Regions from separate parts of the Mus musculus genome. Here all the other regions are linked to region 1. The links are chromatin contacts, called in public ChIA-PET, HiChIP or PLAC-seq, capture Hi-C and promoter capture Hi-C maps. All regions are on one chromosome and are shown on one strand. Each heading gives the region's core, a stretch centred on a gene start, on an enhancer-like site or on the middle of the called end of the contact. The rest is flanking DNA. Distances are from core to core; before and after follow the strand shown. Region 1 holds the start of Parp12 (poly (ADP-ribose) polymerase family, member 12). Region 2 holds the start of Klrg2 (killer cell lectin-like receptor subfamily G, member 2). Region 3 holds the start of Dennd2a (DENN/MADD domain containing 2A). Region 4 has its middle 28 kb from the start of Clec2l. Region 5 holds the start of 4930502C15Rik (a long non-coding RNA gene). Region 6 overlaps Hipk2 (homeodomain interacting protein kinase 2). Region 7 overlaps Hipk2 (homeodomain interacting protein kinase 2).

Region 1 (4,012 bases), core at 1,011-3,510:
TCCCGTGATCACCATTCCTAAGGGCTGATCAGGAGGACCAAGATATCGGAGCCTACTTCCCCATCCTAACCCAAAGTCAGATTCATCTGCGGTGTGGGGTGGAAACAGGGTTTCTCCCTGACTGTCCTGGAACTCAACTCTGTAGACCAGGTTGGCCTCGAACTCAGAAATCCGCCTGCCTCTGCCTCCCAAGTGCTGGGATTCCCAAGTGCTGGGATTAAAGGCGTGCGCCACCACTGCCTGGTCCAAAGTCATATTCATGCCTGAAGCCTACTTCCCTGTTCTAGCCTAAAATTAGATTCCTGCCTGAGTTTACTTCCTTGTAATGGCCCAATGTCAGATTCCTGTCTGAAGCCCATCTCCTTGTCCTTGGCCAATGTCCTGCCAAGTGGCCCGAAAGTTCTCCACAACTCATGACCTCTGGAAAAGCAGTCAGTGCTCTTAACTGCTGAGCCCCCAAAATCTAGTCTTTATACTCATTTTTTTTTTCTTTTTTGAGAAGGGTTGCTGCTGGGAAATTGAGCCTAGTGTTGTATGTGTTGTATGTTTATACAGTCTACCACTGAGTTTCTGGCCCAGCCTGCTGTCTTTTTTTTTGTGGTGTGTGTGTGGTAGGATGTCATTTCTCAGGAGCTTTCCGCCTTTTTTTTTTTAAGTTTATTTATGTATATGTATGTGTGTGCCACAGCACACATGTGAAGGTCAGAGGACAATTTTGGGGGTGTGGGGTGTTTCTCTCTCCATCCCCTTTTACCTGGGTTTTGGGGATCCACCTCAGGCTGGCAGGCTTTGGACAGCAGGTACTTTTCTCTGCTAAGCCATCTCTCCAGTTCCCGCCTTATTTTGAGACAGAATCTCTCACTGGGTTCCAGGGTTTGCCAATTGGTCTACTCTAATCCCATTTTATTACATTTTTGTAGTAATACTCCCCCCCCCCCCCAGCACACACCTTCCTAAGGATTGAGCCCAGGGGCTATACCCTCAGTTGCTCTTTTCTGTAGTATTTTATACTTAGAATAAAATTTTATTCATTTTAAATTAATTTTCTAAGCACTCACCTCCCAATTTTCAGCCTTCACCTTTCCTTTTTCCACTTTCCTAGTACCTCCCACACTCCACTGTGACCAAAGTGTTGGGTTTGCTTCATGCTCACTCAAAAACATCCTACTGTGTACACTTTCAAATCCAGACTGGACTAGAACTCAGAGATTGCCTGCCTCTGCCTCCCAAGTGCCGGGATTAAAGGCGCCTTCACACCTGTCGTGCCTGGTGTCTGAAGCGTCCAGAAGAGGGTGTCAGATCCCTCCTGGAACCAGGGTTACAGGCAGTTGTGAGCTGCTATGTGGGTGCTGGGAACCCGGCCGAGGTCCTCTTCCAGAGCAGTGCGGCCGCTTAACCTCCGATCAGCCCCATGGAATACTACTTGATTACAATCTTTTCTCACAACATACTAATGTCCTTCTAGGTCAAACCCAGAGAATTAACATGCTTGTTAAACTCTTGTTGTCTGAATCACCGTCTTACTGTTTCCAGTACTCCGTCCTCTCCTGTGAACATGACTTACTAACGCTTTTATTCCCGGGAGACTCCTGGAGGAAGGAATGGGGGTGCCAAAAGTCGTATTTTAATAGGTATACCCCCACACACCCCCGTTTACTTACCCCGAGAACGTTTAACTCCCAGGGTAACACACAGGAGAGTTCTTTCCGGTGAGGAATCGAACTAGGTGCATCACCTTTACTCAGAAGGGGCGAGGGAGGGAGGATCGGCCCCCTTTAAAGGACGTACCTACGCTTTCCTTCTGGAAATGCGGGATCCGCTACAAAAGCGGAGTGTCTGGCAATTCGGAGCGACTGTTTCCGTTTGTTCCGGGGTGCGGTGGGACCGGGTCCGTCGTCCCCGCTTCCGAGGCCCGCCTGCTAAAGCCCGCTTTGGCTCGGGCGACTTCTGAGCCCCCCTGAGCGCGCCGGCCGACGCACCAACCGGCCGCAACCGGCCGGCGCCGTCTGGAAACTTCGCTCGGCTTTTCCGAGATCGAGGTTGCTGACTGAACCCCCCGCGGCGTCCCTCGGGCCTAGCTGAACGCGCCACTCGCCTCACAGGACGCTGCTGCCTCGAAGGGAGCGGCCACGACTCCCTCAGACGCGGGAGTCCGGCCCCGTGAGGACCCGCGCCCCGCATCTCCGGCCGCGCGACGCCTCGAGGCACGCCGGGTCGCCCAGTGCGCGCGCAAGCGAGCGCGGGCCGCCGTCGAGCCGCGCGGTCCCCAGCTGGCGGCCCTAAGACAAGGGCGCCGGCTCCTCAGCTGCGGCCCGAGGGCGTGGCAAGGCCCCACGGCTCCTGTTTTCCCGGCCGGAGCCCGCTTTCGGTTTCGTTTCCTTCCAGCGAAACAGTGGGGCCCGGCCCGTGAAAGGCGCCGCCGTCCGTGCTAAGCCTCAGTCCGACGGCCATGGCCCAGGCCGCGGTGGCAGTGGCAGAGGTGACCCAGCTGCTGTGCGCGGCGGGGGGCGCCTTGGAGTTGGCGGAGCTGCGGCGCCGCTTGCGAACCAGCCTGGGGACCGACGCGCTGGAGCGGCTGCTGCGGGACTGCGGGCGCTTCGTGGTGGCCTCGCGGGCGGTCGTGGCCGTGGGCGCGGGCCGGGAGGCCGCGGCGGCAGCCTCGGAGCGCTTGGTGCTGGCCGTGTCGTCGCTGCGTCTGTGCCGCGCGCATCAGGGCCCCAAGCCGGGCTGCACCGGGCTCTGCGCGCAGCTGCATCTCTGCAAGTTTCTCATCTACGGCAACTGCAAGTTCCTGAAGACCGGGTAAGGACGCCAACGGTGGGCTTGGGCGGATGCTCCTGGCCCTCCACTCTCGGACCTCCACCCTCGTCCCGTGATTGGGGCAGACCGCTAGGTGACAGTTCCTCAGCCTCGCCTGTCCTTCACTCTCAAGAACGTTTATTGATCACCTACTTAGTGACTGGCAGTGTATGGTGGACTAGCACAGATAGAATGTGGTGCCAAGAGGGACACCTGAGCATGGCAGTATGGCCCCCAGGAGGGAAGCTGGTCCTCAGGGCTGCTTTGAGGAGCAGGCAGCAAGGCTTGCTGTCCCAGCTGTAAGGAGGCTTTGGAAGTGCCACTCAACTTCTGTTTGTCTGTTTACAAGCCGAAATTCAGAATTTCAAGATCCATAGAGAGTTCCGCTCTCCTCTAGCCACAGACCTTCCTGGGTGCCTTTCTACACCCCCACCCCCCACCCCCCACTTTGTTTCATTTAGGTGGCAGAGCCCTGTCTGGAATGCCCTTCCTGGTTTGCTTTTTTAGCGCCTCGGGCAGGAGCTGAAAGATTTTTCGCTTTTTTGAGCTTTCTCTAACTCTTCCACAACACACTTTATGTCCTTATTAGTCTGGGCTGCTCTCTGCTTGCACCTGCAAGGTGATTAGTGAAATCTGTTTATACTGAAGAATTTGGGCCTCACCTTAAAGGTGATAAGGCCTGTTGAATGTCAGCTGTGAGGTTTGTGTTTTAGGAAGATGTCTTGGGTAATGATTCGGGGATGCTGGGTTAGGAGAGGATGTTGGAGACTTCATGCTTCGAATCTAGTCCAGTTATCTAGAAGGATTAGTTTCTTCCCTCCCTGCTTCCTTTTGCTGTAACAGTAGACATCACTTTTTATGATGTCAGGTTAATAGTCACGTTGGGTTAGTAACCTTGACCTGTGTAGTCAATCAGGGATCCAGACTGGGTACAGCTGCACCCTCAACACTTTTGAGACAGTTCTAAGTATCAAGTTCTGGGGGCTGAAGGTCTCCCTGGTAGGAAGTCTGGTGGGAAGTTTGTGTGGGTCAGGTCTAAAAGTGATAAATATCCCATTTACCTGAACCTGTCTCCTACCCCTACCTAAGGGGTATGGTCTAAGAAATGTGGTCTTTAGGACTTATTTATTCGGAAATAATACAGATTAGAACTTGTCCAAACGAGGTGTATGCGAGAGATTTGGGGAAATTAAAGGGGAGTGTGCCAGCGTGA
Region 2 (4,012 bases), core at 891-3,390, 480 kb after region 1:
GGAAAGGAAAGGAAAGGAAAGGAAAGGAAAGAAAAAAGAAAAGAAAAATTCTAGCCTGGCAGTGGTGGTGCTCGCCTTTAATCTCAGCACTTGGGAGGCAGACAGGGGCAGGCAGATTTCTGATTTCTAGGCCAGCCTGGTCTACAGAGTGAGTTCCAGGACAGCCAGGACTACACAGAGAAACCCTGTCTCGAAAAAAAGGAAAGGTAGAAAGAGCAGAGGTTTAAAATGCACTAGGGACATGGACTGAGGGTGGGACAGTTCTGTTAAGAGAAGGTTGATGGTGACAAAGGGCGCTAGGGATTATGCCAGGTGTGAGCTCCATCACTGAGCTATTCCCCCCACCATTTTTTCAGTCTGGGTTTTTGTTGTTTGTTTTTTGAGACTCTCCTGTAGCTCAGGTTGGCTTGGAAATCATCATGTATGGTCTGGAGCTGCTGATGTCCCAAGTGCTGGGGTTACAGGCAACCTATAATCACAGTCCCATGCCTTTTAAGATGCATTTTCATGGAACTAGGAGAAGACAGCTCAGTTGGTAAGGGGCCTGTTGTGCAAACACAAGGGCTTGAGTGTGACCTCCAGAATGAATGTCTTGTTCACCTGAAGTCAGACTTTGACTGAATTGAACTACCCCTTGTTGTTGTTCTTTTTTGCTGTTGTTTTTCTTTTTTGTTTGTTTGTTTGTTTGTTTTTGTTTGTTTTATTTTGTTTTCCAGACAGGGTTTCTCTAGGTAGCCTTAGCTGTCCTGGAACTCACTCTGTAGACCAGACTGGCCTCAAACTCAGAGATCCGCCTGCCTCTGTCTCCCAAGTGCTGGGATTAAAGGCGTCCACCACCATGCCCGGCGAGCTGTTGTTTTTCAAGACAGGGTTTCTCTGTGCAGTCCCAGGTGTCCTGGAACTTGCTCTGTAGACCAGGCTGACCTCAAACTCAACTGCCTCTGCTTTAAACTACCTCTTTTATCTGCTAGCCCTACCCTGGAGTACTGGTTAAAAACAGTAGTGGCCTCATGCCTCTTCAGACTCAGGAAGTTCGGAAGGGACCTTAACAAATCTGTATTTTAAAAGGCTATTTAGGAACTGGAGAGATGTTTGTCAATAAGAACTTGCTGCCCTATCATCAGAAATCAAGTTCAAATCTCAACACCGACATCCAGCAGTTCACAAATGCCTGCAACTCGAGGTTCAAAATAGCTGAGCTTCAAAAAGCAGGCATATGCTACATACATGTCAACACTACAAGTAAGTCTATAATAACAAAAATTGTATTCAAGCCAAGTGTAGTGGTGCATGCCTTTAATCTCAGCATGCTTTTAACTCCGTGAGTTCCAGGACAGCCTGATCTACATAGCGAGTTCTAAGACAACCAGGACTACCTAGAGAGATTGTCTCAAAAAACAAAATGAAACCAAAACGGCAAAACAAAATAAAATACAACAACAACAACAAAAATCAAGACAAACAGAAAAATCCACAAAGCTCTCCACAAAGCTGTCTTCGAACCATCATGCTACCTCACTAAGCTGGTAGAGCACATGACACTTCATGGGGAAATGAGCATTCTCTCCTTGATTTTTTTATTTCGTTTTTATTTTTGTTTGTTTCACTATAAACTCAGGCTGGTCTGAACTTGCTATGTAGACCAGGCTGGCCTCAAACTCACAGAGATGTCTCTGCTGCCAGAGTGATGGGATTACAGGCATGGACCAAAGCGTCTGGCTCATTCCTCGTTCTCCGTGTTAAGTCTACAAGTAGTCAAGCTCCCAGAGTTGGAATCAGGACTTCAACCTTTCACTCGCTTCCAAACCACAACCGGTGACCCTGTCGCCATCACTTTTCCTTGTTCTGATATGTCTGAAGTCCTTATCCACGCAGATTTAGCCAATCCCTTCCCACTCAGTCTACAACTGAATCCACCCGCAGCACAGAGCCAGCAGGGGTAACGGGTGGGGCTCGGGATGAAGGAGAGGAAGGAATCTGCCAGTCTCTGGGTTCCCAGTGCTGCCTTAAGAGCCACCGCCCACTCTGTGACTCGCTCAACCGGGTCCTCCCAGCAACCGGTGCCACGGAAAGGCCAGGCTGGAGTTCCGAGGGTGTGGCCAATCCATAGCCACAGCCAATCACACAGGGTCCTCTAGTGAAGCTGTTAGTTGACAACGTGAACGACCCGAAACTTCTGGGGACCCAGCCTAGAACGCGACGCTCGCACGGCGAGTCTCGAGTCGGCGCGGAGGACGGAGCGGACCCGGGAAGCGTCTAGAGGAGGCCAGGGTGAGACCGGGTCCCCAGAGGAGCCCTCGGAAAGCTCGGGAATGGAGCCGCCGCAGGTCCCGGCGGAGGCGCCCCAACCCAGGGCCTCCGAAGACAGCCCGAGGCCGGAGCGGACCGGGTGGGAGGAGCCGGACGCGCAGCCCCAGGAGCTCCCGGAGAAGTCTCCGTCTCCAGCCCTGTCCGGTTCCCCTCGCGTACCGCCGCTCAGTCTGGGCTACGGCGCCTTCCGCCGCCTGGGCTCGTGCAGCCGCGAGCTGCCGTCTCCGAGCCCCTCGTGGGCCGAGCAGCCCCGGGATGGAGAGGCGGAGCTGGAGCCCTGGACGGCGTCAGGAGAGCCCGCACCCGCGTCCTGGGCGCCCGTGGAGCTGCAGGTGGACGTGCGCGTGAAGCCCGTGGGCGCGGCTGGGGCTAGTCGCGCGCCCTCGCCTGCGCCGTCCACGCGCTTTCTCACCGTGCCAGTGCCCGAATCGCCAGCCTTCGCCCGCCGCTCCGCTCCCACGCTCCAGTGGCTGCCCCGCGCCCCGTCACCAGGCTCCACGTGGAGCCGAGGATCGCCGCTTGCCGCGAACGCCACCGAGTCTGTCAGCCCCGCTGAGGGTTGCATGGTCCCCCCGGGCTCGCCCGCCTGCCGCTGCCGCTGCCGCGAGCCCGGACTGACCAAAGAAGATGACGCGCTGCTGCAGCGCGCAGGCATAGATGGCAAGAAACTGCCGCGGGCCATCACGCTCATAGGTGAGTGCTCAAAAGTGCTCGTGCCCGGTCCCTGAACTAGACTAACCAGAAGCCAATCTGGCTGCCCCCAAATCCATCCTGCTTCTGTCTCAGAATTAATAAGAATCAACCCAGGATCCTGCCCCTAGCCCTCCTCCCGGAAACTTTCCTTCCTTCTTAGTGTGCGCAGCATCTTGGAGAAGTAGAACTCTGGGTAAGGTGAGGGGAGATGATTCAGAATCACGTGGCAGTGGTGGCCTGGGTACACTTCCAAGGGCTGGGCTCCTTTCCGCCTTCAGGAGGGTCACCCATCAGCACACACGCTGAGCTGGCCCCGCGCCAGATGGCATGTGTTTTGCTTTGCGTGTGAAGGAGAGGCAAGTCTAGCAGTGCAGAAAGCCCCTGTGTTGGTTTACTTTTTCTTACTGTGATAAAATGCTGACCAAAAACAACTTGGGGAGGAAAGGTTGTATTTGCCTTACAGGTTATAGTTTATCATCATGGGAAGCCAAAGCAGGAACCTGGAGGCGGGAACAGGGGAACAGTAGCAAAACCACGGAGGAAAGCTGTTTACTGGCTTTCTGCTCGGCTTTCTTTCTTGTACCACCCACCCCACCTGCACCCGCCCGTAGTAATTAAGAAAATGCCCTACAGATTTGCCTACAATCTGTACTTGCCAATCTGGTGGGTGCATTTTCTCAAGGGAGGTTCCGCTTTCCAGAAAATCTTAGCTTGTGCCAAGTTGACAAAACAGTAACCAGTACAGCCCCCTAAAGGTTGTTAGTTAGAGTAAGGAATTGCTCTGTTGTGGTTGGTTTACTGGGCCACCCTAGGTCGTGGGTGGCGGAGGTTCATATTAGCCTTGAGAGAACAGAGAAGCCTGAAGGGACTAGAACCTTGCCCAGTAAGCAAACTGCCCAAACGTGGGGCAGTGGAAAAGTTAAGCGGTAGGGAGCACCCAGGAGTCCTTGGGGGGGGGGGGGGGAGCTCAGAGATCACGAAAAACTTTTAGAACTCTGTGAGCAGATTT
Region 3 (4,012 bases), core at 555-3,054, 440 kb before region 1:
AGAACTTAGAAAGATGCAAACAAAGCAATACTTTGAATGCTAACACTTTAAAAAAAAAAAAGCTTACACTTGGCAAATGTCTGTTCTGAGAGTCTACAGTGCTTCATTGAAACGGGTGTGGCATGAAGAATTTAGGAAGGCCTCAACGATCTCCTGCAATGAGCAAACCCCTCAACTATGAAGGACATGCAACTTTGTTTCGCCTGGAACTTTAAGTCCCAGTTCCCTGGTGTCTGAAGTCCACTCTCATTACCATACCTCACCCCCTGCACACAGACTAGAGATCTCCTGCCTCAGTCTCCTGAGTGTTGGGTTACAGACATGCCTCGCCTGGTTTCCTCTTTATATGAAGCTCTAGTTTTCTTCTGAGGACCCACTTTGTGAAGTTGTAAGACTCTGGGTCTGTACCTATCCCACCCCCAACTGGCCACCCCAACCTAAGCTTTAGGCCATTAGGCTACTCTTGAAGGTCTCTAATAGCCAGGAAGGAGACTGGCTGGCACCTACCCTCAGGGCAGATAAATTGTCACTGTCAGGCCTGAGCACTTAGCATCTGGTGTTTCTCTGCTTGGACCCCTTTGCCTTTAGCATAATATTCAAATTCTGCCCAGGCCACTTGAATCCCTCCAGGCCTACCCATCGATCCTTATTCCCTCCCACTTAAGGGTCCCCCAAATACCATAATGTGACACCCCCACAACACCAGTCACACTCTTCCCTCTTTTCAGGCTGTCTTTTCTTGCCCTGTTTCTCCACCTTCTATAACTGATTCACTATCGCTGGTCACCAAAGCCCCAGAGAATGCCCCAGCCTGTGTTGGCTCCCTTAAGGCCCCCACAGCATTTTCAAGTGGACTCCAATTTGGCAATCCTTTTTTTTTTTTTTTTTTTAAGATTTATTTATTTATTATATGTAAGTACACTGTAGCTGTCTTCAGACACTCCAGAAGAGGGAGTCAGATCTCATTACGGATGGTTGTGAGCCACCATGTGGTTGCTGGGATTTGAACTCTGGACCTTTGGAAGAGCAGTCGGGTGCTCTTACCCACTGAGCCATCTCACCAGCCCCCCAATTTGGCAATCCTACTGTCTTAAAAACCTCCTGTGTGAGTGCTTTGACTGCACCCTGTGTACGTGGGACCGTGGGACCGTGGAACCGTGGGACCGTGGGACCGGTGTGCTGTAGAAAGCCAGTTCTCTGATCACTTTTCCTGACCAGGGCTTGGGACCCATTCTGTACCCTTCTGTAGGGAGGTGGGCCCCTGGATCCTTATGGCCCAGGCTCCTGAGTTGCTTAGGGGCAAATATGGACCCTTGGGTCCAAATAGCTTGTCTCATGACTGTGAGTTGTTGCTTATGGGCAAACTGGGCCTCGAAGGCCTATCTCATGACTGTCAGTTGCTTGGGGGCAAATGTGGAGCCCAATTCTGCCTGAGGCGTCCACCCTAACTGCTCAGAAACAAAGCAAGGGCAGGGAGTGTGGCTACGGCTTTGGTGCTGTCTAAATCTGGTTCTCGGCCCCTGGCTAAGCGCATCTCAAGAATGGACCTCAGTCGGGGTAGCAGAGAACCGGTTCGGCGATCTTCAGCACAGAAAAGGTTAAGCCACCGTCTCCCCCACCCCTCGAAAGGCGAGGGGGCGAGTGAGTGCGGCAGAAGGTCCTGTTTACCGTGGCTCCCCTCGGCGGCGGGCCCTGGGAGAGTGGTTGCTGTGGCAACCGGCCGGGCGCCCGCCAGCTGCGGATTAGCTCACTGGAGCCGCGGGATGGGTCGGGAGGAGGGGGCGCGCGTCACTGCAGACGGTCGCGGCGCAGCCCAGGGCAGAGGAAGGGGCCGCGCGCGCGGGAGGCCAGAGGAGACGCAGCACGCCTCCGAGGCCGGAGGCGGCGGGGACCGGACGGGAGCGCGCGCGGCGGGGACCCGAGGGGCTCGCGGCGGCCGGGGGAGGCCGCGCGGACAAAGGCGCGGAGGGCAGCGGGCCATGGCGCCCCAGGCCCCCGCCGCCCCTGCCCCGGGCGACCGCGAGTTGCGCCCCAGAACCCGCGGAGCCGACGCCCGTAGAGAGGTAGGGCTGGGCGCCGGAGTGCGGGCGACCTCGGGGGAGACCCGGGAGGGTACGCGCGGGGGCGACGAGGAGACTGCAGGCGCAAGCCGGGGCTCCTCGCAGGCGGCGCTGGGGACGCTTCAGCGGGGCCCTGGGGACCCGCGCAGGAAGCGATCCACAGCTCTTTCCCGGGTCGGGCTAACTTCAGGGCCGAAGAAACTTGCAGAAACTGGGCAGAGCCCGGCCCTGCGCTGTGCCGGAGCTCCCGGGCGGCTGTGAGTGAGTACGCGCGTGTGAGACCGAGTGTGTACGCTGGGGTGGGGGAGTCCAGGCGGCTCTAGTCGGGATTTGTCGTGGTGGAAAGTGGGGTACGTTGAAGTTTACTTCTCCCACTTTCCTCCCCAAGGATGGAGTTGGGAGTAGATGGAGCCCAGGGTAAGTCTCTTAACCACACAGGATATAGTCCTGTGCAGGAGAGTCACTGTGATATGGAGTCAGACCACTGAGCCAGAGGGAGCTCAGCGCCCGGAATCCTGTAGTGAGGGGCAGACACAGGAAGCTAAGGAGTGCCTTCCTTTGGCCCTGGATTGGAACAAGGAGAGAGCTGGGACCCTAATTTAACCAGCCTGCTGAGGAAGGAGCAGGCTGACTTCTGGCCGGGTGCTCTGATGGCTTTCAGGGTTGTGACTATAGCTCCCCAAAAGACAGGTAATTGTGGAGTGTGGTAATAGTGTTATAATAGGCACTTTACAGTAATTTGTTATGAAACACTTGCACCTGCTGTGGTTACTATAGAAAAGCCTTTCTCCTTCAGTACCAAACACCTGAAGAGTTGAATAGGCTCTTTAGGGAATGGACCACAGAGGAGAGAGTTGGAGATTCAGAGAGGAAGCAGAAGGCAAACAGAAACAGACAGTTTATTTATTTGAGACAGGGTCTCAGTATGTGACCCAGGCTGGCCTCAAACTTAAAGTCCTCCCTTTTGTCTTAACTCTCTAAATTCAGGATTACTGGTAGGCAGGCAGGCTCAGTTCAGGGACTTGTTTGTTTGAGGCAGGGTCTCAGGTAGCTTAGACAGACCTTGAACTTGATTTTGAATTAATTTTTTTAAATGTACTATATCTTTATGAGTTTCCCTGAATGTATGTCTGTACACCATGTTCATGCAGTGCCCACGGCCGCTCTAGTGCCTATCCTCTAGGACTGGAGTTAGTTACACACAGTTGTGGGCTGCTATGTGAGTGCTAGGAATTGAACCCAGGTCCTCTGGAAGAGCAGCCCGAGCTCGTGCTCTTAACTGATGAGCCATCTCTCTAGTCCCTGAGTCTACCTCCAAAACACTAGAATTACGGGAGTGTGGCACAAACCTTTATGAGATGTCTGGGGTCAAACCTGGGGCTTCCTGCTTGCTCAGTAAGTTCTCTACCAACTAAGCTATGTCTCCAGCTCTGAGACTATTTTTTAAATTAAAATAATTTTATTGCATTTTTATTTATTGTGTATGTGCTACTAGTCATGTATGTAGATCAGAAGACAATTTGTAGGAGTCAGTTCTGCCCTCCCATCGTGTGGGTGGTCAGGATTGAACTTTCAGGACATCAGGCTGAGCCAACTTGCCATTCCTCAGAGACTGTAAGGGATGGTAATAAGGGACTGGCAGAGAGCTTCGTGTCTGGATGTTCATTCTGGAAGATGCACCTGCCAGGTCTTACTTCACTCATATAAATGGGTCTGCGTGCTGGTGACTGGGGACATGTTGGTACCAGAAGCTACCATTCCAGTCTGGCCTGGCTATTCATGCTGTATGCTGTAGAACCAGGAGAATCCAGAGAGGATGCCTGTGGATGCCCTGGGAGTCACTCCACCATGAAAGTGCAGGGAAGGTTATCTGGGACAGAGGAGACAGCAAAGTCACCCAAAGGCCAGAGAGGCAGGCATGGGGGAGAACCCGTGTGTCTGCAGCATGGAGT
Region 4 (4,012 bases), core at 628-3,127, 430 kb after region 1:
GTAGCTCCAACCAGAAGCTCAGAGCTGCCAGAAAAGAGGTCCTGGAGGTTCCCTGTCACAGAACCTCCATGCTGCCTGACTTCTAAGCTAGAACCCCTCCCTGCCCCAATCCTTTGAGTGTCCCTCATCACAGACCCATCCAGGAGAGCATTATACTAATTGTCTCTTGCTGCACAAGAGCAGTGTCCCTCATGGAAGGACTCACTGACATTTGTTGAGTATCCACACACAATATGCCAAGCCCTTTCTCCATGTCCCCTCAGAGATCCATCCATGGGAAGAAGTCAACACCCACTATGTGACAGATAGAAAAGCTGGCCCTCTGAGGAAGTGGCATGTGTGAAAGGGGAACACGATGCATCTCAGAGCCCCCAGGTTCTGGTTTTCTTAATCCGATGTTCCCACTCCCTGTATGCCAAACACTGTGCTAAGAATTGCTGACGAGCCCTAGGACAGCAGCCGTGCAGGACCTGTGCAGAGGAGGCGCCTGGCTTGCAGACCCCGGGGCCTGCCCAGGCCACCTAGCTAATAAGAAGGGAAGTCAGATATTCTGTCTACTTGGCTCTAGAGCTGAGCTCACACACCAGCCTCAGCTGCCTCCCTTGTATAACAAGGACAGTCCTTTGCAGAATGTCACACTCTGCCTGCCCCCGTGTGACAGTGGACTTCAGCAGGTATGTGCAAAGAGGGTTCCTGGATTGGATGCAGGTGAAAGAGGCAGAGTTTGACGTTAAGAAAAGTCTCTGGGGAGTTCCTCGGGATTCCTGGAATTCCTGTTTCTAGCAACTAGCTTTAGCCACTCAGGCTGCTGCAGCTCCCATGAGAGTGCAGGGAAGGTGTTCTTTCTTTTAAATAAATACATAAAGATGATTTTTTTTCTTGCTTATAGTTAATCTTAGGAAGGCAATACTAAAAGTATATATTTTTTTCCAAAATGCTATTTTTTACTGTACTTGATAAATATCATGACAGCTCTGATCTCTGTAATAGGCCCGCTCTTCAGCTCTGCACAGAACCGGAAGCCAGGTTCATGCCAAATCTGTAAATACCATGTGGGTCTGTGTCCAGGAACTTCTGTTTTCTATGAAGAAACAGACAAAACAAAAAACAAACAAAAAAAAAACAAAAACAAGAAAAACCCAAACAAACAAAAACAAAAAAGGGGAGGGGGTAAAGGCAAGAGGACTTTTGGGAAGAGAACAAAATTGAATTTTCTTGCAGGAAACACCCTTCTCAAAGAGAAGGACAACAGCAAAAATGGGCAGAGCAGCCGCAGAACGGGAGGAGGAGGAGGCGTCGGTGGGGCCCATGGCGGCCCTGGGGTTGAGAGTGCTGTGCTAGAAGTTTCATTTCACCTAAGAGATGACAAAAATCTAGAAATGCTTTAGGGCTAGGCTTTAACTTCTTCAAACTCTGTTTTGGGTGGGTTTCTTGTTTCTCTTTTCTTGTAAAAATGTCTGTACTGACTGGCTCCAGGCTTGTTTGCCTAAATTCTTAGGTGGTTTACACAAGTTCTCAATTCTTGTAGAACTTTAAATCCATTGGAAGCAAACCCAGCCAGTGTAGATCTGAGGTCCTGGCTGGTGTCAGTAGGTGTTCTGGAACTCAGGCAGAGCACCTAACAAAATCTTCAGAAGGTTTTAGCTACATTATCTTACACAAACTGTGACCCTAATGGCAATAATTACCTCAAATGTGGGCATTCGTCCTGGTCTAGCCTTTTTTGAAATCATGTAGCCAGCTTGATCTTGTGATTTAAAAGACAATGAATTGTTCCCTGTGGGCTGAAAGTAAGGATTGACGCATACCCTGGTCACTGTTGCCTAAGTGAATTCTGAGAATAAAATTCTCATCATTACACCAGAAGTGAAACCAAGAAGAGATGATGATGTCTGCGTGTCATAATCAGCATGCTGTTCAAGTGCACAGAGCATGTTTCTCTAGGTAACGTGCCCTCTGAGTTCTCCACTATCAAGTAAATGACACAACTGACTGTAGATACTCATACAGACTTCTGGCTACATTTTATAGTTAAAGTATTTTATAGTTTACATTTAATCTGGTACTTTTTAAAAAGAAAATTGTTTATAACTGACATCTTCAACCACAGCGATTGACTGACTCTTGTTTTAGAAGCTGTCTCCCCAAGGCAGGCATGTTCCACTCATGCTGTGCCACAGCCTGATGCATGTGTTTCCCTTATTGTTGCTTTCCAGTGAACCTGAAAGAATGTGAAAGGAAGTCAAGAGGGAATGGGAAAGGGCGAGTCCTGAACCTGGGCCATCCGCAGAGTCCGGTGCCGTGTGCGCCAGAGCTTGGAGGGGCGGTGAGACTGATCCCCGCCGCCTCACCAACACTGTCTTGATATGAATGCTTCCTTTGTGACCGGGCCACTCACCTGGCAGTAGGTGATGCCGGCACTCAGCAGCTCTGCAGGTCTGGATGCTGCTCCTGGGTCCGCAGTGAACCTTGGTCAGCATTTTGAGAGGGAGAACAATACCCCTGTGCCCATGTTCACTGGCTGGATTTTCCACGTGTTGCTGGTTTTGTCAGTTTTTTTTTTTCTTTAAAACAAACCCCATGTAAAATAATGTGTACTTTAATTCACCCATTGCCTGGCTAAGATGTGAAACTCAGTTCAGAAGATGGCTTCAGAGCCAAAGGGCAGGGGTGGGCAGTGCGGGATGGTCCTGGAGACAGAGGGCTTTGCAGGGATGGAAGCAGGCTTCAGAGACATGAGCAAGAGAAGACAGGAAATGTCAATTTCCCTGACAGTTTTGTAAGGTTTGGGTTGGGTTTTTACTGGGGTATTTTGTTATGTTGTGTCTTTACGACAGGTTCTTACCATGTATCCCTGGCTGGTCTAGAACTCACAATGTGAACTGGGTTTTGTTTGGTTTTGGTTTTCTCTTGTGCCACCACTGAACTGTGGAGGACCCGTGGCGACCTGTGGTGACTCCTCACCGCCCATGTTTGGTTTGCGCTCACAGCATGCTCTTGTGTATGTTGAATGTCCTTGTAGAATGTTGTTCTCACGCTTCTTAGTCATATCCTAGGCGTGTGCGTGTGTGTGTGTGTGTGTGTGTGTGTGTGTGTGTGTGTGTGTGTGTGTGTGATTTGCTTTGCACTAATAAACCAAATGAATTTTGTCTCATTGTCTTTGAAGCTAACCCATGTTTTTAAAAGTGAGAGGTATGGAAATGGGCTTTTCATTATTATTTGAAAAGTAAATTCACTGTAGCATAAAAATAAAAAGGGCTCTGCTGTCTTCTCTTTAGTTCCCTCTCAACCAATTTCCAAATGACTCTCCTGGCCCCATCCCCACCTCTGGCTCCCCACCGCAGATCCATGCTCAGGCACTCAGGACTCCCAGAAAGCTCAGCTCTGGGAGCCATGCCCCTGCTCGCTGCCCGCCTGCCCGCCCGCCCGCCCGCCCGGCTGTTGGTCCATGGATTGCTCACGCTGTCAGTACTCTGGCTCAGGTTATGAGGAAGGACGTGGAAGTTGAAAGTGACTTAACTGTGCCATCCTCTAGCTTTCTATGACTCTGACACACACACACACACACACACACACACACACACACACACACACACACACCATGTGCCCTTCAAAGCAGAAGTCCTATTCACACTGCCTCCAAGTCTGTTGGCTTCCTGCCCTCCACATCCCTCTCTTGTGTTACTGCCCATTTAACGCTGGCTTTCTTCCATGGGTTACCTAGGACACAATCATTTATAGCCCCCAAAGCACCCTTCACCCCTTTAAGTGTGTATTTTAACCAAATGAAGTTGACAAGAAAGGCATATGTTGGGGCTGCAGGATTCCTAGTGTAGTAGAAGCATTGTATAGATAGAGATGTTGATATATATGTTTGTGTATATATATATCAAGCCAAATTTCTGATAGAAAAGTATAGCTTTATGGATGAGAAGGAAAAGGAGCCCTCTAGAGGTTGGAGCCAGCCTCGATGTGTCCAATGAGCAAGACACGCCGTGCTTCACGCGCAGCT
Region 5 (4,012 bases), core at 781-3,280, 380 kb after region 1:
TAGGAATAAAGAAAGATGATAGGGAAACAGTGAGGTGGGGGATTAGGGAGGCAGATGCTTCAGAGAGCTCCTATTGGCCTTCTGCCCTGTCAGTCACCCAAAACCTGGGCACTTAGATAAGCAGGGCTCTGTTCTTTGTTTAGTAAGGAAGCTTCCGTAGTGTGTTTCACTAGGAGCAATGGCAATTTAGAACTTAGAAGGTCAGCCCTCGGGAAAGGCAGGTTACCCCTAGGCCTACCTAAGAGTGGGCTGAATATTTGTAGGTTCCCAGAAGACCTTGAAGCGCTCTAGAGTGGGACCGAGCCTTCAGGCCTACCCAGCCTGCTTTGGGCCCCACCCGCGGGCCTGGGCTTAAGCTGCTCTAGCATAAGGTTTTGCAGGTAAAAGCAAAACCACTCATTTCTCTACACCAATATTTTGGTGTACATATTTGTAAAAGCCAATTGTTTTATAAACTAACCCAAAGTAAAAATGTTTGTCTTATCCCAACAGTCAAATTTTAGCCCAGTGTAGGGAGGAAAAAAAAAAAAAAGCTCTATAGCCTGAAAACTATACATTGAACCATCATAAAATCACTGAATGCTTTAAATGCATCCCAAAAAAAAAATGCATCCACATCATTTTATCATCTTCAGCTCAATGTAAAAGCATGCAGCATGCACTTGGTACTCACCAGGACCTTCAGGCATGCTGTTGTTTACCAATGAGCATGTTTTCTCTTCTCTCTAGGACTACCAGTTTACTCACCATGCGTTGTGTATCGAGCGGCCAGTGTAAATAGTCATTAACTTAGAAAGAAGTAGGACTCTCTGGGTCATGACCAGATTCAATTTCTGAAATTTGGAATGTATCTTTCATGAAAATAATATTCTGGGATAGCCTACAAACATCCATTTTGTCCAAAATAGAGCATACCTGTAGTATACAGTGATAGATAAGTGTTACCTTGTTTTATCCAGTTATTGCAACAGACATTTTAAATCATAGATTAAATGAGGCTTTGTCTTAAATATTAGCACTTGAGCAAAAGTGGCCATAGAAACAGAAGAGGCAGAAGCGCATGAGGAGCAGCATATGAAGTGAGTAGAACACAGTGGATGCTTAGGAGCTGGAATGGCAGATGCCACTAAAGGCCTTCAAGAGGCCACTAAAGGCCTTCATGCCGGGACCTGTACTCCTTTAATGCCTGTGTAATTAGGGGTTAGTTTTGATTCAGGAAGAAAATGGAGGAGAGAATTCTACTTCATGGAACTAGACAAGAATTAGGACAAGAAAGGAATAAGGAAGTTAGGAATGTGTAAAAGAGAAGGAGGGGTGTGAATTGCCAATTAGTGATTATTTGTCTGGCACATTATCTGTCTTAGACCTTTGGCTTCACTTGTAAAAATGGAACAATGATTTTAATTCTGTCTTGTGGATGGTACAAGACTGAATAGGAGACTGCAAACACATATCACTGCTCTCAGTAAAAATTAGTAACCACTTTCATTGTTTTCATTTCGTGACAGGTTCCAGTGAGACAAGTCAGCCTAAGTTCATGACCCTGGGTGGGAGAATTATTTGGCTGACCCATAGATGGTGCTAGTAGCACATGGGATGCTAGAATGGTGAGAGGCTAGACATGTTGTCCCTAAGGAAGACAGAAGTAGGTTGTAGCAGCTCCTAATGTCCTTGGTTGGAGAGTTAATCTCGTTGGTCAAGCACTACACTTAGAATGAGCAGTGAGAAAAGGTAATGGGGGGGTGGGAGGGGGGTAGATGCAGTGAAGCATGTGTGTGATAAGGGAGTCTGTCCATCCAGGGCAGATAAAGGACAAGAAGACAATGGGAAATTTGCTCACACAGTGCTGACAGTTCAGCAGCACACTTGGGGAAAGCTGGGCTATTTGACGCTAATGTGGATATTTACTGATTGTTTTGCTTACTGGATTAACCATTCTGTCTTTTTCTTTCTCTTTTCTCTCCTTCCTCCACCTCACCCTCTTTCTTGTCCATGTGTCTCTGCCTCCACCTTTTGCATATATAGTGTCAAATCTTGTTTCCAAAACATGGAGATTTGCAAGCGCCGGGTGAATATGTATGACACAGTGAACCAGAGCAAAACACCTTTCATCACTCACGTGGCCCCCAGCACATCCACCAACTTGACCATGACCTTTAACAACCAGCTGACCACTGTCCACAACCAGGTGAGTGGCAGGCACCAGGGAAAGGTGGGTGGGGCTAACCATCAGGACTCAGATATCCCAGATATCCCCCTCCAAACCCCAGCAGTCTTCCCATGTTGTCCTTTTGGGCCTGGAAGCTAAAGTGCCTGCTTCCTCAGCCTTTTTTTTTTTTTTTAAAGAAGCCAAGGGGAGACGTTTCTGTTTTGACTCTGGGACTGAGATGGTGCCTCTTCCCGTTTTCCTCTGAGCAAATGTGGGGAAAAAAGCCTGCTAAGAAATTGTAGAACCAGAGCTAGAGGAGTCCCTCCTTGCACCCTGTGTCCATGCTGTCTGTATTCAGGAGAGGAAAAACCTGTTCATTCTCTATGTCATAGAAAAGCCAGCTCATAGGTCTGTCACCGGAGTCCTAGCAGCTCTTCCCAAGGGATACAGGAAGCTGAGCTTCCCTTCACGTGGATTTTCAACCTTCTGCAGATTGGCAGGCTCAGCAACATAGGACGATGTCTGAAATACAGACAGAAAATACACTCAGAAAAGAGCTACTGAATGAAGACTCTCCACAACCTGATTCACCCACCTCTAGACTCAGAGGCTTGAACCGTTACTCCCATCTTCCAGTCTTATAAGTCCCCAAAGAAGCATTCCCAGACTCTCCAGCCCTAATACCAATCTGTAATGACAACAGTGTCCTTTGTGTTGTTCATACCTCTGCATAAGGACATACACCTTCAGAGCAGAGGAATAAGTATGGAAACCTACTGTGTGAATGCAGCAGCTGGCTGTCCACTTTTGTTGGCTGGTCCTCTCCCATCACTGAGGAGTCACTGGCCCCTGCCTTCAGCACTGCTCTTATTCGCCGGGCTTTATTGGCCTGTTCCCTCTTAGCTTGAATTCTAGTTGCTAACTCTCTCTGCTAACTCTCTCTGCTTAGACTGAGTGCCATCTGGAATCTGCTGCCCCCTGGAGGCCATCAGTGTTCCTGACGCTATCTGTCCAGTGAAAAGCTCACACTTAGTGCTTAGGGTCAAAGACTTTTCTTACCAGCCCTTCAACTAGCCCTCAAGTTAAGGCCTTTCCATCTAGAGCTTCTCAAAGCAACCACTGGCGCTTTCTTCATTACCTTGAGGCTTGTTTTCCCATCAGTCCTTAGGAGACTCTTAATCCTAACGCTCTAACCTCAAATTCTTCGTTCCCATCTGCCATCTGTCCCTTCCAATACCAATCTATGTAAGACAGCACACAGGAACGGGCACTCCTCAGATCATGTATGAGGTCAGCTGACTCCCCCTACCCCACCAGCCCTTCTATAGATCTCTTTATAGCCATCAGACTGAGGTCTACATCAGAGCAGCCCACCTCCATGTTTCCTGTGATATGATAGCCTCACATCCGTCCCAAAGAGTATCACCAAAACTGAAAATCACAATGGCAGGTCCCAAGTAAGGGCACCTCCCTTCTCCATGACACTGAGACTGCAAGGTTGCTAGGTAGGACCAGAGTGAAAAAAAACGGCTGTGAACTTAGTGTGATGTAGGCCTAAGCATTGAGAAGATGAAGTGCTGTCCTACAAAACTAAGATCCAGAGAGCAAAACTCTCCATCATCTGAACTTGGAAGTGTTAGGCCCTAATTAGATATATCAGAAAAACAAATTATTTGGATTATAACCTAGACTTAAGCACTAAGGCATGCTTCCCCTCCTCTGATACTATTACAAAGTGGCCACACTTCTGGCAGGAAGCATTGGGTCAGACTTTTCTCGGCATGGCACCATTCAGTCCTCCCGGCATCCATGTGGAATGCATATTGTCACTGTCCTTTAGAGGAAGACACTGAGATAAAGTGG
Region 6 (4,012 bases), core at 993-3,492, 310 kb after region 1:
ACAGAAGTTTCAAAAATGGTATAACTTATGCAGATCATAATATTTAAAAGGTGACTGGCTCACTTGAAAAACAGAACCTGCACACAGTTATGCATGGCAAGCATTAGCTCTTAAACCTGCCGTTTGGAACTAAAACAGCAGGAGGAGAGGTATGTGCAGGCTCACATTGGAGCATAGCATGTGACACTATCCAGCTTACTGACAGTCTCATTTGCCAACTCATACACATGTGGAAACAAGCAGAGCCACTGCTCTGTTTCTATAAAAAAGTGATCAATAAGTTAACTGGGCTGGTAACTTTTCAAATCTCCATTGTCCCTGTGACCTTCGGTTATATAGTATACATTTTGAAATTAGTCTTTTCTTTCAGGAATTACTAATTCATGCTCATAACTACTTGGTAATTTCCAGGGTAGCCTGCATGTATTTGAGTAGCTCTATGCTGCAACCTTGCCAAAAACAAGAGAGTAAGGGCTTGTGCATGCTCATAAGTACTGACTTACACATAGCACAGTGAAGCCCATACACAATATGCAGTTATGGGTGTGCTTGTGAGAAAGGGTGGCATTAACTCTTTCTGCAGGGATGCTGATGTGCATTGCCAGAGAATGCTTGCAGGTGAGCACACATTTAAGGAAGGACACATGTATATGTTCAAGACAGAAGTGACCATCCACCTCAGAAAACAGAAGCCTTCCAAGTGTCTGTGGGGTCTGAGGGCCCAGATACAGACGTTGTGTCAGTGTCCTGGAAACTCAGCTCAGCTTTCTGCCTTGTAGGGCTGCCAGCTGCATGCCTTTAAGCCTAAAGATGGGAGGGATAGAACCACTCATGGACTCAAGTTATAGATTAGTTTTCAAAATGAGCTCTAGAGACCCTGCCACTCCTCAGTCTCTCGTGATGCTTGTTAGAAACTGGAGACATCTGCCATGCCAAGCCAGGTTAATAGGCAGGTGTTCTGGGAGGAGAGCAGAAACAGGCATTGGTCAAGTTTCACAGCCAATCCTCTCCTCCTCCTCCTCCTCCTCCTCCTCCTCCTCCTCCTCCTCCTCCTCCTCCTCCTCCTCCTCTTCCTCCTCCTCTTCCTCCTCTTCTTCCTTCCCCTCCTTTTCCTCCTCCTCCTCTCCCTCCTCTTCTTCCTCTTCCTCTTCTTCCTCCTCTCTGTTCACTCCCTCTTCTCCCTGCACCACCCCCTTCCTTTTTTTCTGGTGATCAGACTTGGGGCCTTGGGCATGGTGCCTAGGATTCTATTAATCAGCACCCCCATCCCCCCAACTTCTAATTTTGTGATGGTGTCTCATTAAGTGGCTCAGTTTGGCCTATCTACCAGACTAGCTTAGCCTCAAGCTTACAATCCTCTGGCTTCAGCCTCCTGAGTAGTAGAAATACAGGCCTGTGCCTGGCTGCTTTTCCTCTTCACACATTTTAACCCAGTATTGACATTCAGAAGGCTGTTGACAAGTTGTAGCTGTCAGATGTAAAGTTTGTAGATAAAGATCCACCAGTGAGACTGGAGTCTGTATGTGCATCACAGTCACTTCTAAAGTTTCCTTCTACCTTCTTTGTCGTCATGGTCACACTTTGTGTATGTGCTGCATGTGGTTTGGGCTTTAATCTATCTCACACAGTATGAAGAGTGTCCCCTGTCAAGATTAGAGAAGGGGTCACAGGTGGCAGTCTGGCCTTGAGCTGTTGATCTTTCTTATAAGCGATTTGTAGCTCCTCTGAGGGTCCATTTGTTAAACGTCTTGTGATTAAATCTCTAAAACTCAGGGGTGGGTGTGGGCCTGAGCACCAGAGGCTTTCCACGGAGATCTCTGCCCAGGCCTAGTGGGAGAGTTCCGGCGAAGGGAAGCGAGTGTGGGCAGGGAGGTGGAGTCTCTGCCCTGCCTTCCAGATCACTGGTAACTGCACTGAGTTGGGTTGGGCTGGGCTGAGAGGCTGACTATCCAGTGAGGAGTGCAGCGGAGCCTCAGGCTTCAGGAGAGCCGATCTCTTCCCAAGTGTTACAGCTCTTGGAACAAAGGACTCAGACAACAGAGTAGTTCTCGAACACCTTTAATTCTCTGGATGGATTTATATACAGTTTTGGGGGTAATTCAGGGTTCTACAACAGGTACCTCTAATTGGCTTGGACTGAGAGTTTGGGGGAAACCTTATTTGCATGTGGGAAGGCTTGGTGCTGCTCCTACATGACTCATAGCCACACACCTCTCCTGCAAGGGGGGGGGGGCGGCGCTGTGGGGATGTGGGACTATAAGGTAGTTGTTGAGTGTGGTGGGAGAGGTCATGAGGGTTGGCAGACTGAGGGGGTGGATGATTCAGAGGAGGATGTTTGGAATGAGGTAGGAATAAGAAAGCAGATGCCCAGCAGAGGAGATAGTACTGTATGTGACTTTAGTATAATTTCAGTAGATAAGAGATCTCCTGTTGATAGCTCCAGGTCACTCTCCATGGCCCCAGCTGTGATGGGGGCCATAATTCCCATTCAGGCATTGTACAAGCAATTTTTTTTATTTCCAAGTATGTGCCAGGCACTGTGTTTTGTGCTGACCTTTCAAGACATGAGTAGGAGTACCCTCAGCTATGCAAGGACGGTCTCTAACCTGAAGTGGGATGAGCTCCCTGGTCCCACTCCTCTCTCTGAATAAACTGAGGAGTGGCTTGTGCTGCCCTCCAGTCACTTTTCCCATTCTCTCAGGTGTTTGGGGCCACTATGTCAAGTCTACCCCACGGCAGCAAGTCTCTGCTGCCCTCAGTCCCTTCTAGCTCACCACTCTGCCAGATAGGGTGCATGGTAACTCTTCTCTGTCCCCATCAGCTGCTGCCTCACATGGAGTTGTCAAGGAGGGTAACTGAGAACAAACAAGCCAAGCATAGCTTGTGCTTCATAGGGGAATCAGTGTTTTGGGGGTACCCGTGGTACTAGATAAAAGCTGAGAGGGTGACATTAAGGAACCATTTTCTTTGTTTGGGTTCCCATTAGCAGACCCCTAAACAAACAGAGGTTTGTGTTCAGGTGGTCTCTTTGGTAGGTGGTCCAAGAATCAGGAATAAGGGCTAGCAGGATGATGCTGACCAGCATAAGTGTTATTAGGAACTAGAAGCTGGAAGCATATAGGACTCCATCCCCTGTAAGAAGCTGCACAGAGCCTTCTCGAGCAGAGCATAGAAAAAGCAGGAGTCCCTAAGATTAGAGCTGCTTTTGTCCCTTTAACTTGACTGCACTCTTTGGAGATGAGTGTGTGTGAAGACTAAATGGGCTTTAGTGTTCCTGGGGGTTGCTACAAGGCAGTTAAGCACAGTGAATACTGAAGCCAAAGTATACAAAGCTGAGATGGTGTAATCCACACCCCATGTGAGCTGCAGCACTGTGTCTGTGCTATTGGCTACTGTGTTCCCCACCAATCACATGGCTGGTATTCATAAGTGGAAAGGGATTTAAGGAAAATGCTTTTGTAGGCAGATTTAAGAATTGTAGACTAAAGCCGGGCGTGGTGGCACACGCCTTAGATCCCAGCACTTGGGAGGCAGAGGCAGGTGAATTTCTGAGTTCGAGGTCAGCCTGGTCTACAGAGTGAGTTCCAGGACAGCTAGGGCTATACAGAGAAACCCTGTTTCGAAAAACCAAAAACCAAAAAAAAAAAAAAAAAAAAAAAAAAAAAAATATTGTAGACTAAGAATTCAAAACGGAGTTCTGTGCTGTTTTGTGGGGGAGATGAGGACTTGAAGCTAATGCATCCATCTACCTACCTTCACTTAACCCCTATAGCTTTCCTCTAGGAATAGTGTGGGTCTGGGTTCTGAGGTGGCCTACAGAGGTGCTCAGGCGGAGAGGTAGGCCCACATGTGGAGCACAGGGCAGTCAGGGAAATGATGAAGGCTGATGGCTGATGGAGGTCAGCCACTTTATTTCCAAAGTCTCTCCATTCATGAATAATGCAGGTTGAAGCTAGCACTCCCTGTCACTCATTTGTGGAGAAGGATGGCTACTGGAGTGGGGTCCTGGCAA
Region 7 (4,012 bases), core at 709-3,208, 290 kb after region 1:
CTTGGATCAGGGCTGCTTATATAGCAAGGGAAAGAAGACAAATTCTCACCCTGGCTTCAAAGTTCTGGCCCAGAAACAATACCTCTCTCACACCTTTTTTTTAAAAAACTGGCTTAAGGCCTCACTTGTGGCCAAACCTAACTTTTGTATTATATGACTTGAGTCTCTTAAGTTCTAGCAGGAACTTTGAGTGAAAGGCTCAAGAAAAGTTACTAAGATTCAGTAAAAACAAACCGAAACATTTATAATTTTCTAAGACTTTATTTATTTATAATTTTATTATAACTTTTTTATTTATAATTTTTGTGCTTTCAGTAGGCATTTTTAGTAACATGGAATATGAAAATACATAAAAAGAAATGCTTCACTTTCATAATTGTCCTAATACAAATCTCTTCTCATTTCATTTTTTTTCTGCTCTCTTGTTCATTCATAAAAACCTGCATGCCGCATCCCTCACCTTTGCCAGCATGCTGAGCATTGTGAGTACCAGTTTTTACAACCTATCCTCATGTAATTTGATAACCATGGTGGGCTGGCCAGCCTCACACTACTTGTTTCTCACTATTCATCTTTTTAAGAGTTCACTGTGTGCCAGAGTTAGAAACAGAAAACACAACACTTGTTTAATGCACACAAAGCCCTTGTGATTTACTGCTATTATCCCCACTTTCTAGGGGAAGGAATTGAGGTTAAGTGGCCTGCTGGATACATAGGGGTAGAACTGCTTCTGGCATAGCTGGTAGAGACACAAAAATGATCTAAAACTAATCCTTGGAGCCCACAGCACAGTGACACTGGAGAGGACCGATATTGTGAGGCTATACCATCTACCACCACAGTGTACCATCTGACATCTCAGCCATGGCCTGAGACACCAATGGCAGGGACCCATGTGAGAGCAAGCACTTCTGCCAGCTGTAGGTCAAGTGGCTTAGAATTATGGAGCTGTTGAGTAATAATATCAGGGGATATGTTCAATGACAGTGACTCACAGTATAATGTCTTTGTGAAAGACCACAGAACCCACTTTTAGAGTCCGTGTGAGTGAGCGTGGACTGTTGGATGTATGGATAAGGGATCCCATCTGCCTTCTATATCTGCACATGTATGCAGACACACACACATTACCATACACTGCATTATTGTAGTCCATAGTTTCCAAAGCGCACGGCAGTGTTTACTATTCTGAGGGTGCTCCTGATTCAGGGATTCTTATTTTCTCTTTGTTTCTCTGTGTAGTTCTGGCTATCTTGGAACTTGCTTTGTAGACCAGGCTGACCTTGAACTCAGAGATGCTCCTGCCTTTACCTACTGAGTGCTGGGATTAAAGGCATAGGCCGTCACTGCTTTGCTCTTTTTTTTTTTTTTTCCTCCTTCCCTAACTTTCTCTGCCTCCTCTCCTCATTGCTCTTGCCTGCCCTTTCAGTCACAGTAGGTGACACTTCCTCTGCTTCCCTAAACTGACCTGTAACTGAATTTAATCAGATGACAGTTGAAAGCAGGTGAGGGGAATGGCAAAGTTCTCCAGAGAATAAAAAAGGGAAGGTAGAGTTGCTGTAGCAAATAGGGTTGCCACACAGACCAGCAAGAGCAGCAGATTGTCATACCCTCAGACGGAAGGTGAATGAGCCCTGCCTGAGAGACTTCTCAGGGAAAGCAGGGCCCATCCATTTCCCATCATCAGCCTCACTGCGCCTAGGCAACACGCTCCACAAAGTTCTCTGAGCAGCTGGCTGGCAGCATCTGAGAAAGTATTCAGAGGAACACATAAAGGTGAGGACAGAGGCAGCAGCTGGGTGTGGCAGTGATAGCAGACCCTGTGTTACGCTCCCCTTTCCTACCACAGCAAGAAGTTGAGGTTAGGAAAGGTGAAGTCTTGTTGTTCCTGTCTGTGCTCTTAGGATCCCCAGTGATGACAAAGTGAAGTTTCATGGTGTTCTGAAGTCAGACCTCAGTCATGATGCATGAATGTATTTGCATCATGAATTAGTTGTTCAGTGTCCTGGCTGGAATGGGAACAACAGTGTTGGAGGAAAGCTGTGGATACTTCTGCAGCTTTTCTGCCTAGAGGTGACAAATACAGGCTGTGAGGGCCATGAGGACAAGTTGCCATTTGGCTTAAGTGACAGCTAAAAATACTTTGTTATAGTTTGAATGCAGACATGTTTTTCTCAGTGAAATACATCCTGAATTGTATTACAGAGTAGTATATTCCTTTCCTAGAGCTACTGTAACAAAGTAACACAAACCAGGTGGCTGAGAACCACAGAAATGTAAGCTTCTGCAGTTCTGGAGCCGCAGATGGGAAACAAAGGTGTCACCATGTAGAACTCTTTTTCTCTTCCTAGGGTCTTGTAGACCCTGTAGTCTATGGTGTATCTTACATTGCAACTGCGTTCAGTTTCTGCCTGTGTCATTATGTGGACTTTTCTTTTCTTATAAAGGCGCCAGTCAGGTTGGATTAGGACTCACCCTAATGACCTCATCTTAATTTGATTATACCTGTAAAGACCCTGTTTCCAAATAAGGCCACATTATAGACAGCTGCTGGGAGCAGGAAGTTCAACACACCCTTTTGATGAACAGATAGTAATAGAAAAGAATTTACCATAGTGGAAGACACCAACATGGGAAGCTCTGCTTCTAAGTGTATCAGATTTTCTGGCTAAGCTTGAAAAAAACCAATTTAGTAGTGAACTGAGCATGGAATAAGCAAACATTTGGGAATATCCAATTTTCTTCACACCAGCTTATGAGTCTCACTTTATAATTTATAAGGCATTTCTAAGGGATAGCATAATTCATGTGAGGCTGACTGACCTTACCAGCCAACTACTCGGCCTCCTCAGTGACTGTTGTAAGTCTGGGTGGCTGAGGTGGTCTCTAAGGACAAAAAGAGCAATTTTGGTGAGAATTCAGAGCCTTACTACCATTAACAGCACAGTAAGCATGAGGAGGGACCCTCCCTTCCCCAGCCATACATAGGTGCAGCATTGTCACAGCTGTCCATTAGAGGGTCTTCATGGAGGCTTCAGACCTGTCCCACATATTCAGATTTAGAACTTGTTGTTGATGTCTTTAACCTGCTACTTGCCTTGATAACCAAGTCACTGCAGTGGTTTCTTCACATGCACAGATATAGCTCTCTATGGCCTCCCCCAGACACACAATGATACTCTGCAGAACTCAGTTTAGTGTAAGCACTTTGCTCTTACTTGTTTCCATATGTGTGACTAATATACACTTACAGGTTATTTAAGGCAGGATTCAGGGAAAGCACAAAATGAAATATCTTACCTCAAAGGATAAAAAGCAAAGGCTGTATTTTTATTTTATTTTATTTTATTTTATTTTATTTTAAATGTTATGTCATCTTGACAACATTACATTTTAGTAAAGTGCTTCTGGCCTTCTTAAACTTATGCTTACTACATGTATTTTGTGCCCCCCAAGTTCACATGTAGAATTCCTGACCCTTAGGACCTCAGAATATGACCTTGTTTAGAAAGAGAGCTTTACGGAGATTACTGACTTACTGGTTCCCTCTGTCAAAAATTAGCCCTTCTTGGTGTTCAGAAGTAGCTTCCTTAGGGTGGACCATCAGTATGACAGAGGTCCTTATCAACGGGAGAAATCTAAACACATGTATATACAGGGAGGACAGGACACAAGGAAAAAGATAGCTATGTAAAAGCCAATTGGGGAGGCTTGAAAGACCTCATTCCCTCCCTTCTTGGACCAAGCCTGACCATGCATTGATTGTGGTCCTCTGGCCTGTAGAACTGTGAGATGCTATTTTGTCATCAGCCAGCCACCAGCTGCAGTGCTTTGTTAAGGAGGTGTACTGGCTGGTTTTGGGTGTCAACTTGACACAGGCTGGAGTTATCACCAAGAAAGGAGCTTCAGTTGGGGAAATGCCTCCATGAGATCCAGCTGTGGGGCATTTTCTCAATTAATGATCAAGGGGGAAAGGCCCCTTGTGGGTTGGACCATCTCTGGGCTGTTAGTC

The links. Promoter capture Hi-C pulls out the DNA fragments that hold promoters and counts their contacts. ChIA-PET counts read pairs in DNA pulled down with a chosen protein or histone mark. HiChIP or PLAC-seq counts read pairs in DNA pulled down with a chosen protein or histone mark. Capture Hi-C pulls out chosen DNA fragments and counts their contacts.
Region 2: a contact with region 1 is called in a capture Hi-C map of macrophages, with 2.9 times the contacts expected there. The contact joins the promoter of Klrg2 here to the promoter of Parp12 in region 1. A contact is called at or near these places in 13 of 39 promoter capture datasets (the HPC-7 cell line, cranial neural crest, embryonic stem cells and 8 more), 3 of 484 Hi-C or Micro-C datasets (the Ba/F3 cell line, bone marrow-derived macrophages and nephron progenitors), 11 of 115 datasets of contacts at active chromatin or transcription factors (acute myeloid leukemia, bone marrow-derived dendritic cells, bone marrow-derived macrophages and 7 more) and 5 of 9 other capture datasets (adipose tissue, embryonic stem cells, liver and 2 more).
Region 3: a FOXA1 HiChIP or PLAC-seq map of pancreatic cancer cells shows a contact between it and region 1. The contact joins the promoter of Dennd2a here to the promoter of Parp12 in region 1. A contact is called at or near these places in 9 of 39 promoter capture datasets (the 3T3-L1 cell line, cranial neural crest, hematopoietic stem and progenitor cells and 4 more), 1 of 484 Hi-C or Micro-C datasets (embryonic stem cells), 3 of 115 datasets of contacts at active chromatin or transcription factors (embryonic stem cells and pancreatic cancer cells) and 1 of 9 other capture datasets (liver).
Region 4: a contact with region 1 is called in an H3K27ac HiChIP or PLAC-seq map of microglia, with 5 times the contacts expected there. The contact joins the enhancer-like site here to the promoter of Parp12 in region 1. A contact is called at or near these places in 6 of 39 promoter capture datasets (the 3T3-L1 cell line, the HPC-7 cell line, hippocampal neurons and 2 more), 1 of 484 Hi-C or Micro-C datasets (bone marrow-derived macrophages), 7 of 115 datasets of contacts at active chromatin or transcription factors (bone marrow-derived dendritic cells, embryonic forebrain, embryonic hindbrain and 4 more) and 2 of 9 other capture datasets (adipose tissue and embryonic stem cells).
Region 5: a contact with region 1 is called in an H3K4me3 HiChIP or PLAC-seq map of embryonic forebrain, with 4 times the contacts expected there. The contact joins the promoter of 4930502C15Rik here to the promoter of Parp12 in region 1. A contact is called at or near these places in 5 of 39 promoter capture datasets (embryonic stem cells, hematopoietic stem and progenitor cells, hippocampal neurons and 1 more), 1 of 484 Hi-C or Micro-C datasets (cortical neurons), 6 of 115 datasets of contacts at active chromatin or transcription factors (bone marrow-derived dendritic cells, embryonic basal ganglia, embryonic forebrain and 2 more) and 2 of 9 other capture datasets (embryonic stem cells and pancreatic islet).
Region 6: a contact with region 1 is called in an RNA polymerase II ChIA-PET map of memory CD8 T cells, with 18 read pairs. The contact joins the enhancer-like site here to the promoter of Parp12 in region 1. A contact is called at or near these places in 1 of 39 promoter capture datasets (hippocampal neurons), 1 of 484 Hi-C or Micro-C datasets (nephron progenitors) and 3 of 115 datasets of contacts at active chromatin or transcription factors (embryonic stem cells, memory CD8 T cells and pancreatic cancer cells).
Region 7: a promoter capture Hi-C map of neutrophils shows a contact between it and region 1, with 2.4 times the contacts expected there. The contact joins the enhancer-like site here to the promoter of Parp12 in region 1. A contact is called at or near these places in 4 of 39 promoter capture datasets (embryonic stem cells, neutrophils and stem cell-derived epiblast-like cells), 1 of 115 datasets of contacts at active chromatin or transcription factors (memory CD8 T cells) and 3 of 9 other capture datasets (adipose tissue, liver and pancreatic islet).

What each region holds. Positions count from the first base shown.
Region 1 is chr6:39,116,597-39,120,608 of GRCm38.p6, reverse strand. It overlaps Parp12 (poly (ADP-ribose) polymerase family, member 12), which reads left to right and starts at 2,260. Exons shown (of 12, transcript NM_172893.3): 1 at 2,260-2,802. The coding sequence starts at 2,450. 4930599N23Rik (RIKEN cDNA 4930599N23 gene) reads right to left here and starts at 2,136. Exons shown (of 4, transcript NR_045813.1): 1 at 1,789-2,136.
Region 2 is chr6:38,635,367-38,639,378 of GRCm38.p6, reverse strand. Klrg2 (killer cell lectin-like receptor subfamily G, member 2) reads left to right here and starts at 2,140. Exons shown (of 5, transcript NM_001033171.2): 1 at 2,140-3,003. The coding sequence starts at 2,313.
Region 3 is chr6:39,555,626-39,559,637 of GRCm38.p6, reverse strand. It overlaps Dennd2a (DENN/MADD domain containing 2A), which reads left to right and starts at 1,804. Exons shown (of 19, transcript NM_172477.4): 1 at 1,804-2,063.
Region 4 is chr6:38,688,631-38,692,642 of GRCm38.p6, reverse strand. It overlaps a transcript of Hipk2 not described here. Among named protein-coding and RNA genes, the nearest start is that of Clec2l, 28 kb to the right of the region's middle. Within about 2 kb of position 1,877, at least 18 of the 459 cell types and tissues checked have an H3K27ac peak or open chromatin away from gene starts, as enhancers often do. A contact at or near this core is called in bone marrow-derived dendritic cells and microglia, where this site is marked.
Region 5 is chr6:38,735,534-38,739,545 of GRCm38.p6, reverse strand. It overlaps 4930502C15Rik (a long non-coding RNA gene), which reads right to left and starts at 2,030. Exons shown (of 4, transcript XR_003956279.1): 1 at 1-2,030. Hipk2 (homeodomain interacting protein kinase 2) reads left to right here. Exons shown (of 15, transcript NM_010433.2): 7 at 2,026-2,188.
Region 6 is chr6:38,807,846-38,811,857 of GRCm38.p6, reverse strand. The region is part of intron 2 of Hipk2 (homeodomain interacting protein kinase 2); the gene reads left to right. Among named protein-coding and RNA genes, the nearest start is that of Hipk2, 66 kb to the left of the region's middle. Within about 2 kb of position 2,242, at least 127 of the 459 cell types and tissues checked have an H3K27ac peak or open chromatin away from gene starts, as enhancers often do. A contact at or near this core is called in memory CD8 T cells and pancreatic cancer cells, where this site is marked.
Region 7 is chr6:38,830,822-38,834,833 of GRCm38.p6, reverse strand. All of the region lies in intron 1 of Hipk2 (homeodomain interacting protein kinase 2), which reads left to right. Among named protein-coding and RNA genes, the nearest start is that of Hipk2, 43 kb to the left of the region's middle. Within about 2 kb of position 1,958, at least 18 of the 459 cell types and tissues checked have an H3K27ac peak or open chromatin away from gene starts, as enhancers often do. A contact at or near this core is called in memory CD8 T cells and neutrophils, where this site is marked.